Linked DNA regions of Mus musculus: regions 2, 3 and 4 are each linked to region 1. A link is a contact called in public Hi-C and Micro-C data. All regions are on one chromosome and are shown on one strand. The core of a region is the stretch at or near the end of the contact, and the rest is flanking DNA. Distances in the headings are between cores, read along the strand shown.

Region 1 (2,986 bases), core at 210-2,709:
ATCTGATTTATGTGTTAATAGATGCAAGGAAAACAAGGAATGGAAGAGAGATAAGGAACAGAAGAGACCGAGCAACCACCCTGTAAGTGGCCTGAATACTTCTGACACACCACTGGTGCTCTCCTGAGTAGGTGCATGGATGAAAAACAAGTAATTTTATTTTCTGTTAACATAGTGCAATTCCCTTCCACCACCCCATGCAATGCCATTCACTGTCAAAAACCATCAGAGAGACTTTCCTATCATTTAGGATAGGTAGAGTGCATATGACAACCGCTGGCTTATGGTACACTTCAAGAGTCATGTCTAATTTAGACTAGATGTAGGTATAGTCAGTGTGTGTTCACCAAAAGTGTATGCCAAAAGATACTGAACAGCATTGCCAAGCTCAGCCTGCTCCCACATCCCAGTCCTCATGCAGTCCACTGAGGCACAGGCATGTGCATTCAGGACGAGTCTCCCTGTGTGACAGATTACACACCCCAGCGTCAATGATGAACAGCTGAGGTATAAGCACTGCTCCAAGTGGTCCTCAAAGGTTGACAGCTGGGAAACAGTCTGAGCTGTACATGTGGAGAGGACCAAAACAAGTCTGGCAGAGATGAAAAAGTCCAAGAGCTGCTCTGTAAAACCACCCAACTGACCAGGTTACAGCAGACAAAATGAACAGTCTTTGGCAACTGAGGAAACCATGCAGGCTATGAGATTTTTTCTCGGTAAAACACAGTAATTATCTGGCCAGAGATAAGTACTATTAAAAAGAGTGTGGTCATGAATCATGAAATCCTCTTATATGGGTTTGTGGCCTCTGAAGTATAAATGTTTATATGAATTCTGCCCCTAAAGACATAGACAAATGTTTGGTCTAAAATTTATCAGTATTTGGAACAGTCTGCTTTATTTAACAAATACCAAACAAGACAAAGGCCTTCATTTTAATTTGTTCTTCAAGGGTATTGTCAAGGCTTTTTTTAACAAGGCATTTGGCTCTTAAGTCAACCAGACTTGACCATAAAGGGATAGATTTATCAAAACGGCTACATGAAGAAAATATCAATCTAAGGAATTATTTGATTTTCTCAGCCAGGAAAAAGTGGAGTCACTAGAAAGGATGTGAATTCCATCCAAACACTATTCAGCAGAGAAAAATCTTGGCTGAACAGAGACTGAGAATCCTAGACAGGAACAAACCTCAACTGTGAGCCACTTCTTTGAGACTCATCAGCATGGTTTTCCTCATCTTTATTAAGGATTCCTTTATGATTCAGACCTCCAAAGCCAAATCGGCATGTGTCATTAATACCAAAAGCGTAGACTAAGATCTATTGAAATGGTAAAGCAGATCATGATTCTCTCAGCAAATAGAACATTACCACATTTAAAACCAAGATGGGGCACATTCAGAGAGACACAGATGTGGCTGCTCAGCCTGCTAGAGATGAGTCAGCGAACAGTAAGGAGAGATGGCCATTAGGGCAAGATTCCTGGACTTTCTGTAAGAGAGCCCTCAGCACAGAACCTGCTAGGCAGAGGATTGCAGAATCCCCAACTTAACCACAGTGACTGCCTCTGGGGTAACCTAAAAGCAGAGAGAGGGAAGTCAAGGAAAGAAAGATGCGTAAGGATAGGATCTGACTGTTCAGAAGCAGGTACATTCAGAAAACAAGCTAACAGAAAGAGGAGTTTGCTAATTAAGTGTAAAATAGTGTGGACAGTTAGCACAAAATTGAGACTACAACTTAACTATAAAACTTCTTTTGAAACTATTGTAGCGCATTCTACATTAGCCCATTCTACTTTACCACAGAAGTAGCGGTAAATGAAAGTCTATGAATCCTAAATACAATTAAAACTAAGCACTCTATATCTGTCTAAAGCAGTAAAATGGAAAACAAAAAAAAATGATTAGCCATTTAATAAAGAATAAAAAAGTCATTTTTTACGGGATTTTTCTCCGAAGAGGATTTATGGTGACAGATATGATCACCTTAGACTAAAGAAAATGTCACCATCTTTGAAGCATGTGTATAAAGTGATTCACAAGCAGAGCGTGACTCAGTGAAGAAATTCATTCTAACATCATTTATCCGAAATAATTCACATGGTCTCTGCCAAAATATGAACTAAAAATTCCAAAGCCTTTAAAGCTGAAAGCTATTAAAAATAAACTTTTTTAAACTTAGAGTAGAATGTCATATACAACACTGCTTCAACTTCTCTCTCAGCGATGACCCATAATAGACTTGTGTGTGTGTGTCTGTGTCTGAGTCTGTGGTGTATGATACATACATATGAACATGTGAGCATGCTAGCCCTTGCACACATACAGTGAATGGCCAGAGCAGGATGGTGGGTGTCTGCCTCCATCTTATTACTGTGAAACCAGAAGCTTGCCGTCTACTTGGGTGGCCTGGCTGTGCAGCAAGCTCCCAGGATCCTCCACCCTCCAACACTAGGTTTGCAAGCACCTATTGCCATGCCTAGGTGGGTCCCAGGGTTCGAACTCGGGTTCTCCTGTTTGCACAGCCACTGAGCCTCCATCCTGCCCCCTTCATTGAATGTTAAGGAGAAAAAAAAAATCCATGTGAAAGTCTGAAATAATGCAAGTGCCACTTCCCTGGCATTTACTATGTACATGAATAAAGCAAGTTGATGCTAAAGTCATTTCAAAGCCAACCTCTTACATGATTGTATTTTTCGAAATCTCATACACTTTAAAAGATAACAGAATTACCATCTCCACATTTATTGCCAGAGGAAAGGTTTTGCAGTGTATACCATTTTGGGTAAAAAAGGGGGCGGGGGTAAAGAATATTTCTTAATGCCCAACTTTCAGTTGATTTTTTTTTTCTACAAACTAGAGACAGTACATTGACCTACAATAATAACTTTGGCAAAGACAGCTGACCAGATCTGTTTATCTAAATCACTACTACCATTTAATATACATTGTTCTCTGCTGATTTGGTTTCTGTTTATTTGCTTG
Region 2 (2,986 bases), core at 274-2,773, 230 kb after region 1:
AATGGGAGTGGCCAACGAGAGAGCAAAACTGAGTTACAGTTCAGTATGTCGGCCAAAGCCTGTAATCTATAGGTCTAAGTCAGCTCTCCTGCTGTGTCACAGAAACTATGGCTTCCGGACATCCTTATTCTCCGCACTACATTTTACTATTCTTTCCAGGCAGACTTTGTACGACAGGTACCCTTCAACACCTTCCTTTTGCAAGCATCCGAGTTCTACCTGTGCTTAACAGAAGAACTAAAAGTACCCACTTAGTGCTGTGCTCTACCATAGGCAGTTATTCTATTTTTAACACTATTCTATATTTAACTCCTCAAGCTGTTACAAATTAACTACTTGTAATTAACTTATCTATTTATTATCATTTATTTAATATCTGGCATATAAATGTACATTCACTTGTGATGGCTGTTTTAAAAACTGTAAGTTTTATATGTACCTTGTCTTCACTACATTAAGATTACTTAAGGATGGGAACTCTGCCATGCTAGGAGTATATTACTTAACCTTAGTAAAGTTCTTTATCTTCAAACAGTACAAATATATTGCCTTTCTTCCAGGGTTATAACAAGCATGAACTAAAGTACTTGTACAATCCTCAACACTGAGTTAAGTGTTGAAAATGGCACTGATAATTGTATCTATGTTCTAAGTGTGTAGTTTAATGGTAATGATATTGTTAGTGAATATGGTTACTAAATTAATACTTCATGTAACAATTTACTTATAAGTATAGTTTCAGTTCTGGATTTTAATCTGAGGTACAATTTTAAATTACAATTATTTAAATTAAGTTAAAAGTCCTATGAAGATTATTGTAAGCTAACATGTTTTAATTTAGGTTGTATTTTTTTATACAAGGGTTTATATAAATTCTCTCCCCACTAACACCTAATACTTAAATTTTAAACTTACTTTTCAAACATTAAGGATCTGAGGCACACTATAAAGAAGCTATAAAAATCTAAGTCATGTGTACTTATGTACATTATGGTTATTTTTCCAGTGATAGAAACAGAACCCAGATCCTCAGCTCTTAGACAAGCATTCCACTGAGTCATGCTCCTAACTCTACACCCTGTCTCAAATATCAAAATATGTGCTTTGTGTATCGCCGCTGATAAAAGGCAAAGCACGGACTACTAATGTTCCCTCTCACAGGGTTCCCAGAGAGCTTCTTTCAGGCTGGAGCTGCAGGTATTACCTATGTGATGATGACCAAGGAACTCTGAAGGAGTAGAGTCACATAACATCCCATCCAGTTCTTAAAGTGTGGTCCAACTAGACTCAAGAACCTAAAATTTAAACAACTTCAGTGTTTTCCCTTAGAAATGGTCTGCTCTCCCTGACACCAACTTAAACACTTTACTAACTACTGTAGAACTGCAGTGTAGCATAATGAGAAGCTCTGTAATGCTGGGTAGCCAGAGACTGACAGCTCGTTATAGCCGACCACCACTAGCTACAGTGGTAGACGTTTACTTTGCTACTGATTTTACATTTGACACAACATATGTTCTCTGCCTGACTCACTGAGATTACACATTTAGCCAACCCTGGGCTATTTTTATCTCTGTATTATGCTTAGTAACTTCTGGGTTAACCATTAATTTTCTGTAATTATTTCTGATTTTCTATAGTTTGGCTCTGGAAAAGCTTAAGTGGTTGCCTGTGGCACTATGGGAAGTGGTGTACCCTTGAGGAGGTGAGCACCATTGGGAGGCAGTCAGGTGATAAGCAGTGTGCCCTTACAGATAGCATGGGGACCCAGCCCCTCCCCTTTCCTGCCACTGTGAGGTTAAACAGCTCAGCTCTAACACATGGTCCTGATCACAGGCACAAAAGCAATGGAGCCAGGCAACCACACACCGAAACCCCAAACCACAAGCCACAACAATCCTTACCTCTGCACAAACTGCTTATCCCATGTATATTATCACAGCAATATAAAGCTGAACACATGCATTTAGCACATACAGTAAAAATTAAATAACTTTTCAAGTAAAATTCTCATGCATATGGACTATAAGATAGTAGTCAGCCATAATAATTATATTGCTTTCCATCTTTTAAAAATGCATGGATTATTAATCATTTGACTATGGTACTGCAGCTGTAGCCATGTAATAAAAGCCCAGATTCCACTACAGTTTAAATATTGGCAAAATTATTCATGACCTCATACCAAACATCAAGAGTGCTATTAAAGACATCGTAATGGATTAGAAGGTGAGCGACAGGCCAATGAGAGAGCATGCATGGGCTTGGGCACTGCATTGAAAGTGCAGCTAATTCAACACAGCTTACATCAGTCCTGCAACCTTTGCATCTGGCCTGTTACATCATAGTGTGCTGTTAGAGGAAACAACCTTCCACAAGCCATGGTCCCTCCATAGTACCTGCTCTTCTTAACGTGGACAGAGCCACTCGACTCCTCAGAGGACTGAAGACAGGAAAGAGCTAGAGGCTTGGGGACAGTGCTGATGCACAGTGCATCCAGAAGAGACTGGGAGTTTTCAGGGCCGAAGAGCCTGGCAAGCATTCAGAGAGGAGCGTCAGTGACAACTTGCAGTGTCCACAAAAGAATGCCCGCTTTCAGTCTACGGTCTGAGACATCTCCTTTAGGAGTGAGAAAGAGATGGGGAGGAGGGAGACAAAGACAAAGCAAAGCAGTGGGGAGGGTGAATAGAAGCACCGAGATTTCATTGTATTGTTTGGCTTGGCCGGATGGCACACACCTTTAATCCCAGTACTTGAGAGACAGAGTCAGGCCGATCTTCCTTTCTGTGAGTTTGATTTAAAACAGTCTGGTGTACAAAGTGAGTTCCTTGGACAGCTAGGGCTATGCAGAGAGACCTTTTCTCAAATACAAAAACAACTAAGGAAATTTTTATTACAGTCATGCAAGGCTAGCTTTCAAAAGCATTTAAGCCAGGCGTGGTGGCGCACGCCTTTAGTCCCAGCACTTGGGAGGCAGAGGCAGGCA
Region 3 (2,986 bases), core at 340-2,839, 210 kb after region 1:
TCTCTTTTAACATCTATAGCGTGCTGCCTGGATAATTTACATGGAACTTATCAAACTCCTATCAATATCTTTTCTTCTCCAAGTCAATTAATTCTTAAAATAGGTACAAAATATGTACTCCTTTTTGCCACTGGAGAACTATCTTAAGACTAGAAAGTGAAAGGGACTTAATCAAACATGAAAAAGAAGGTCCATTCACTTTGTTGTCTCTGCCCTTAGACTATACAGAAAGCCATTTCTTCAATGTGGATTAGGGTTAGGGTTTCAAATGCAAAAGTTACTAATTGGAAAGTCTGGAAATCAGACCTCAAAGAGAATGAAACCCTTTCATCTACCATATCACATTATCTATGCATAAGCCCTAAAGTACTGACTCATCCGGACATTTCTAAGCAATAAATGAGTACAAAAATCCTTAAACAGTCACTGTAGAATAGGACATAATCCATCTGGCACAGGCCTCAAGAAGGTGCATGAGGAACTAACTTATTTATATGAAGAGTTTTTAATCACAAACTATGTGGCCGTATCTTAAACACAAATAAGAAGGCTCTAAGTGCCACCACACTTAGCTTCCTGTTAGCCTTACATGCCACCTTGGATGTGAAGGAAATTCTCACACTTGTTTGATGCTGTGCGCTAGCACACTGGCCAGCACACAAAGCTATGCAGTCCTGGTAACAACTGGGCCCTGAACAGTCACAAGACACGGTTACATGATACGGTTTCGTTGGACGGAGTCTCATTCTTTTTTAGTATAGGAACGGCTACTCTTGGCAAGATGAGGTGTAAGAAAGTGAGGCATTGGGTGAATAATAAAGTGAGTTCTGTTTCCATGATTTACTGCACCATCTCAGAAAAAAACTCACCATGGAGATGAGATGCTGCAAATATATTGAACCCACTGTAAAAATTGACTGTCTTGATGACAATTTATTTATTGATAGCACTGTTTTTCTTTCCCTTTATTTTCTAGTAAGACCATCACATAAGAACACAGAATCACCCTACTTCATGCTGTGGAAATTTAAGCCACAAAACAGTCATGAGTCAGTACAGTGGGAAGTGAGCCCCACTTTAGATTAGCTTTCTTCTTCAACCTTAATCCTGAACAATTTTCATTAAACTTGGATTCTTCTGTGGATGATATGTACTGGACTTTGTTTGAAATGTTTTCCTTTTGTAATAAACATATTTCAGCACCACAAAGCTCTCTAGAAATTCAAAGCCATTAGCTATTATTCAATAGACCGTGGAAATGTCCCTTTCATTAACTAATATTGTAGAGTTTTTCAATGGTTTTAATGACACCCATCTATACCCGGTCATTCCATTTGCTTTTCAACATTTAGTGTTTACAAACATTAACATCAAATAACTTAAACATGGATTAAACACTTTTATCAGTATACTAGATTGCTCAGCAAATAAAAAATTGTTAAATTAATCAAGTAAAATGTACAGAATGGCGAACGGTTTAGTTACTAGTTTTAAAAATATGTGTCATGATGACGTATCAAATCTGTTATGTCTTACATTTCTCCATTTCTTGCCACATGAGGTCTTGCTCACAGGCACACACCCACACCCACACACATAAAAGCACACATACATCTACAAAACAACACATTCGAAGCCACCCACACATCTATGGATTAGTTGTTATACTTAGAAATGAAAGGAAATAGAGAAGAAGGGATCTGTTTCATCATTACAAGAATGCTATTGCTACCACTGAACAGATGAAAAATGCACGGCCAGAAAAGCACGGCCATGGACGTGAAGTGACAACTGCCCTATGAACTACTCAGCACTGAGCTATGAGCTCAGCTCTACTACTATGAATAAGAACGATTTATGCCTTCATGAAGTTTAAAAAAAGTTATAGACCAACAAATAATTGATTTTCTTACAGTACAATACAGTTCAGATATAAAATGTTTCTGAGAAGTACATAAGATATGGCTTTATGTCCCCATCCAAGGTGCTAGGAGTTGGTGGAAGACCCTTTTAAAAAGTAGGACCTAGTAGGAGTTTACACCCAGCATGATCTCTTGATATGGGCTGTGAGGTGGATGGGCTTCCTCTGCCACACACTCCTGTCATGAGACTTCATTACAGATTCACAAGCCAAAAGAGACAAGGGACTAAAATCTGTGTATTCACAGTGTGTCTTAGTCAGGGTTTCTATTCCTGCATCATGACCAAGAAGCAAGTTGGGGAGGAAAAGGTTTATTCAGCTTACACTTCCTCATTGCTGTTCATCACCAAAGGTAGTCAAGACAGGAACTAATTAAAATAGGGTAGGAACTTGGAGGCAGGACTGGATGCAGAGGCCATGGAGAAATGCCGCTTACTGGCTTGCTTCCCCTGGCTTGCTCAGTTTGCTTTCTTATAGAATCCAGGGCTACCAGCCCAGGGATGGCACCACTCATAATGGAACCTCCCTTGATCACTGAGAAGATGCCTTACAGCTGGATCTCATGAAGGCATTTCCTGGAGAGATGCTCCTTTCTCTGTAATAACCCCAGCTTGTGTCAAGTTGACACACAAAACCAGCCAGTACATAGTGTGACTGTTGTTTTAAACATAGCTATCTATTCTTGAGTCTTTAATAGGTGTAAAATTTTTTGAATAAGGCATATGTAAGATTGGATATCTTATGTTTTGAAAAATAATTAAAAGGAGTTATGTGTTTGTGTTTGTATAGTTTTTAAAAAGTAAGCAACAAGGAAAATTATGGGAATTAACCTAGAAATAACTATAAAAATTCTGATTCCTTATAAAAATCATGTATTACTTTACTTTCATTGTTAGAAGAGTGAGCCGTTATTTAAAATGTTAACGAATACGAATGCTGCTAGAAAGAGAAAAGACAAGTGTCCACTGCTCTAGCTCGTATATGAGAAGAAGTCATGTGTGAGTTTATGATGTGAAAAACAGTCTGGACTGAGAGGGGTGCTCCTTTTGAAACACTGAAGCTAAT
Region 4 (2,986 bases), core at 234-2,733, 140 kb after region 1:
TATCTTCAGATGTGTGCCCATGGTGTGCCCATTAGGCTCACTATCTAGGTCCATAGGTATGGTCATCCTGACTACCGTGGTTAAACTCAGTAGATGGTAAAACAAAACTACCACAGACATGGAAAAGAGGGCAGTAGGGGAAGGGGGATGAGAAGGAGCCAGCTGAGGCAAGAGGGAGCTAAGAGAGGGTGGACTGGGAGTGACTAGAATGTATCGCATACCTGTATAAAATTGTCAAAGAACAAATTTAATTAATAAAAAATAAATAAATTACAAAAAAAAACCTTCAATTAAAAATGAAATTTGAAGCAAAGATTCGACGGAGAAATCTTTTGAGTCGGGGCTGGGGCCTGACTCAGCAGCTCAGAGCCCTTGCTCTTCGGACTGAGGGATGACCAGGGTTTGTTTCCAGCACCTTGTGGTGGCAGACAACCATCCACAAGCTCAGCTTCCACCTTGTCTGTCATCCCTGGGCACCAGGCACACAGGTAGTGCACACAGATGCATGCAGGCAAACGTGCATACACATAAAAATGAAAAAAAAAAAAAAAAGAAAAAGAAAAACACATCTTGAAAACAACCAAACAGAAACAAAATATGCCCAAGACATTTGAGTTTCTGTATTCGGTGACACTAGATTTTAAAGCTATCCCAACTGCAAGAAAAAGGTTTATGAGTAAGGTACTTATCATGCCATTTTATTTATTACAAGGTTGTGTGTAACCAGAGGAATCTCTGCCGTTACATATTAGGGCCATATGCTGCCATTAACATTAAACTCAGATGGAAGAGATAGCTTCATCGGTAAAAATGCTTGTTGGGCAAGCTTGGGGACCTCAGTTCATTCCCCAGAGTCTGGGTAACAAGAGCCAAGTGTGGTGACACATGTCTGTAATCAGAGCTCTGAGGAGGTAGAGACAGGAGGGTCGGCCGTTCACTGTACAGCCAGCATAGCTGAATCAACGAGTCCCGGACCAATGAGAGGCTGTTCTAAACAACACATACTGCTCTTGAAGAACAACACTTGAAATTGTCCCCTGGCCTCCACCTGCATGTGCATACATGTGTACATGCAAAAGCACACACACATGTGCACACACCGACATATATACACAGATACACTCATATAAGGAATATATGTGAAAATAATAAGTAAGAGGAAATAACAGATTATCTGAAATGATGATATAAGGTCCATAGTGTGGTCTATCATAGCAGAAATAAAAATCGACATTTTATCTGCTACATTATCTTAAATATATAAGAAGCTCTAGTAAAAGCCCACATAGAAGGTGAATGTTTCCAAATAAAAGGTATATATGCTGAATTGATTTGTATATAGTTTTCAAATTTTAAGCAAAGAATTATAACCTTAACAAAACTCTCATAATAATTTTCAAATGCAGCCCTAAGTAAGTATATGGGTAATGGGAAGATAGGATTGTAGGCAGTGACAGGAGCGTGGGTTGAACCATCAGCAGGATTCCTTCACTTCTTGGGAGGCAGTCAGATGTGTGGATTGGTCACTGTTGGATTGCCTAAGCTGACACCATAAAGTTACTGGAAAATATTCAGAGCCAAATCTGGGAAATGTGTCGAAAGAGAAACCAAGATTGCACAAACACACATGCAGGCAAAATACTCATACACATAAAATAAAAATTTTTCAGACATGAATAAATTCATCATGCATTGATATAAGCAATAAAACATGTATAGGTCACAAGTTCGAAGTGAGAATACTGGTAATATTTGACATTGTTGAAGATATGAACAGTTGAGAATCTGTAAACATGAATCAGTATATATTTGCATAGCTTCTTTGGAGAATTTTTATTAATACATACCAATAATTCTGGGTCTCTCAAGCCCCTTTAGCCTAACAATCCACTTATTTCTATTACTAGCACAATAATCTATTATATTGATAGAATAAATCAAAATTTGTTGTATCCATATCATTATTCGTAGCTCTAATTAATGGAGACTAAAGATCTGTCTGAGAAAGGATAGACTTTCAGTTTCTGTGCCCGACACCTCTGATCTAGGTCCCACACTGTGTCGTGAATATTTGCACATATTTGAAATGAGGAGAGAGCCAGCTCTCCCTCCTTTTCTGTCCTCTGCCGCAGCGTGTGCACGTGTGTATTTACACATGTGTGCACATGTGTGTACATACATTTATGGAAACCAGAGGTAGAAACTTGTTGCCTGCCACTAACAAACACTATGATGCAAATTCACTGTCTACATTATTTTTTTTAAATCCTTTCTGTAAATTACTTTTGTAAGAAATGTAAAATGTAGTAATGACTCCATGCATGCTCTTTTTCTCACTCAGGTATGAAAGCAAGGTTTGGGCACTATTGGCCACGCTAGCTCCAATATTTAGGATTATATCTGATATTAGTCAAAGCATAGTACAAGCTAGTTTAGTATGACTGAGTAAATGCTTAGCTAGTCAGTAACTATGCATGAAGAGCGTATCTGACAGTTGGAAGACAAATGAACTTGAGTGCTTGAAGTTCTAGGTCTTCTTTGCTTCACAGTGTTGAACAGGTTACCGCCACCTCTCTGCAAAGAGCTTTGTTTTCTTTTAGGTCAGCTTGCATGGAGATTTCTAGTCTCCTCTGGAGAGTCCCTATAGGCACAGGCCAGGCTGTTCTGCTCCCATTCACTCAGCGAGCAAGCTTTCACTAAATGATGGAGCTGTGGTAAGGCTGGGAAGACAAAGATGTACAGTTTTGTTAGGGTTAAGGGGAAGGAAAGAGAGAGATGGTGTAATTATATAATAATCTCAAAGAATAATTTCTGAAAACTGTAAGAGGTGCCAGAGAGACAGAATAAGGGAACTAATTTTCCTGCGCAGGTTTAATAAGCAATATGTATAATATTACTACTACAAAAGCTTGAAAGATCAGACACAGCATGTTACCTTGGAGCATGCTAGGTTAGAATGAGGCAGAATACTGGGAACCATGTTCTA

The links. A called contact is a pair of places that touch in the nucleus more often than the background predicts.
Region 2: a Micro-C map of granulosa cells shows a contact between it and region 1, with 3 times the contacts expected there. The contact joins two enhancer-like sites. A contact is called at or near these places in 1 of 15 datasets of contacts at CTCF or cohesin (pro-B cells), 40 of 484 Hi-C or Micro-C datasets (the C2C12 cell line, CD8 T cells, the G1E-ER4 cell line and 24 more) and 3 of 115 datasets of contacts at active chromatin or transcription factors (bone marrow-derived macrophages, embryonic stem cells and fibro-adipogenic progenitors).
Region 3: a contact with region 1 is called in a Hi-C map of embryonic fibroblasts, with 3 times the contacts expected there. The contact joins two enhancer-like sites. A contact is called at or near these places in 17 of 484 Hi-C or Micro-C datasets (the AML12 cell line, the C2C12 cell line, CD8 T cells and 10 more) and 1 of 115 datasets of contacts at active chromatin or transcription factors (embryonic stem cells).
Region 4: a contact with region 1 is called in a Hi-C map of adipose-derived mesenchymal stem cells, with 1.9 times the contacts expected there. The contact joins two enhancer-like sites. A contact is called at or near these places in 3 of 39 promoter capture datasets (cranial neural crest, frontonasal cranial neural crest and maxillary cranial neural crest), 3 of 484 Hi-C or Micro-C datasets (adipose-derived mesenchymal stem cells, cerebral cortex and nephron progenitors) and 2 of 9 other capture datasets (adipose tissue and pancreatic islet).

Annotation. Positions count from the first base shown.
Region 1 is chr3:142,049,347-142,052,332 of GRCm38.p6, forward strand. All of the region lies in intron 1 of Bmpr1b (bone morphogenetic protein receptor, type 1B), which reads right to left. Among named protein-coding and RNA genes, the nearest start is that of Bmpr1b, 120 kb to the right of the region's middle. Within about 2 kb of position 1,460, at least 20 of the 459 cell types and tissues checked have an H3K27ac peak or open chromatin away from gene starts, as enhancers often do. A contact at or near this core is called in the C2C12 cell line, the HL-1 cell line, adipose-derived mesenchymal stem cells and 2 more, where this site is marked.
Region 2 is chr3:142,279,453-142,282,438 of GRCm38.p6, forward strand. The region is part of intron 7 of Pdlim5 (PDZ and LIM domain 5); the gene reads right to left. Among named protein-coding and RNA genes, the nearest start is that of Bmpr1b, 110 kb to the left of the region's middle. Within about 2 kb of position 1,524, at least 69 of the 459 cell types and tissues checked have an H3K27ac peak or open chromatin away from gene starts, as enhancers often do. A contact at or near this core is called in the C2C12 cell line, the HL-1 cell line and granulosa cells, where this site is marked.
Region 3 is chr3:142,261,667-142,264,652 of GRCm38.p6, forward strand. All of the region lies in intron 8 of Pdlim5 (PDZ and LIM domain 5), which reads right to left. Among named protein-coding and RNA genes, the nearest start is that of Bmpr1b, 94 kb to the left of the region's middle. Within about 2 kb of position 1,590, at least 6 of the 459 cell types and tissues checked have an H3K27ac peak or open chromatin away from gene starts, as enhancers often do. A contact at or near this core is called in the C2C12 cell line and embryonic fibroblasts, where this site is marked.
Region 4 is chr3:142,185,183-142,188,168 of GRCm38.p6, forward strand. No RefSeq gene overlaps it. Among named protein-coding and RNA genes, the nearest start is that of Bmpr1b, 17 kb to the left of the region's middle. Within about 2 kb of position 1,484, at least 3 of the 459 cell types and tissues checked have an H3K27ac peak or open chromatin away from gene starts, as enhancers often do. A contact at or near this core is called in adipose-derived mesenchymal stem cells, where this site is marked.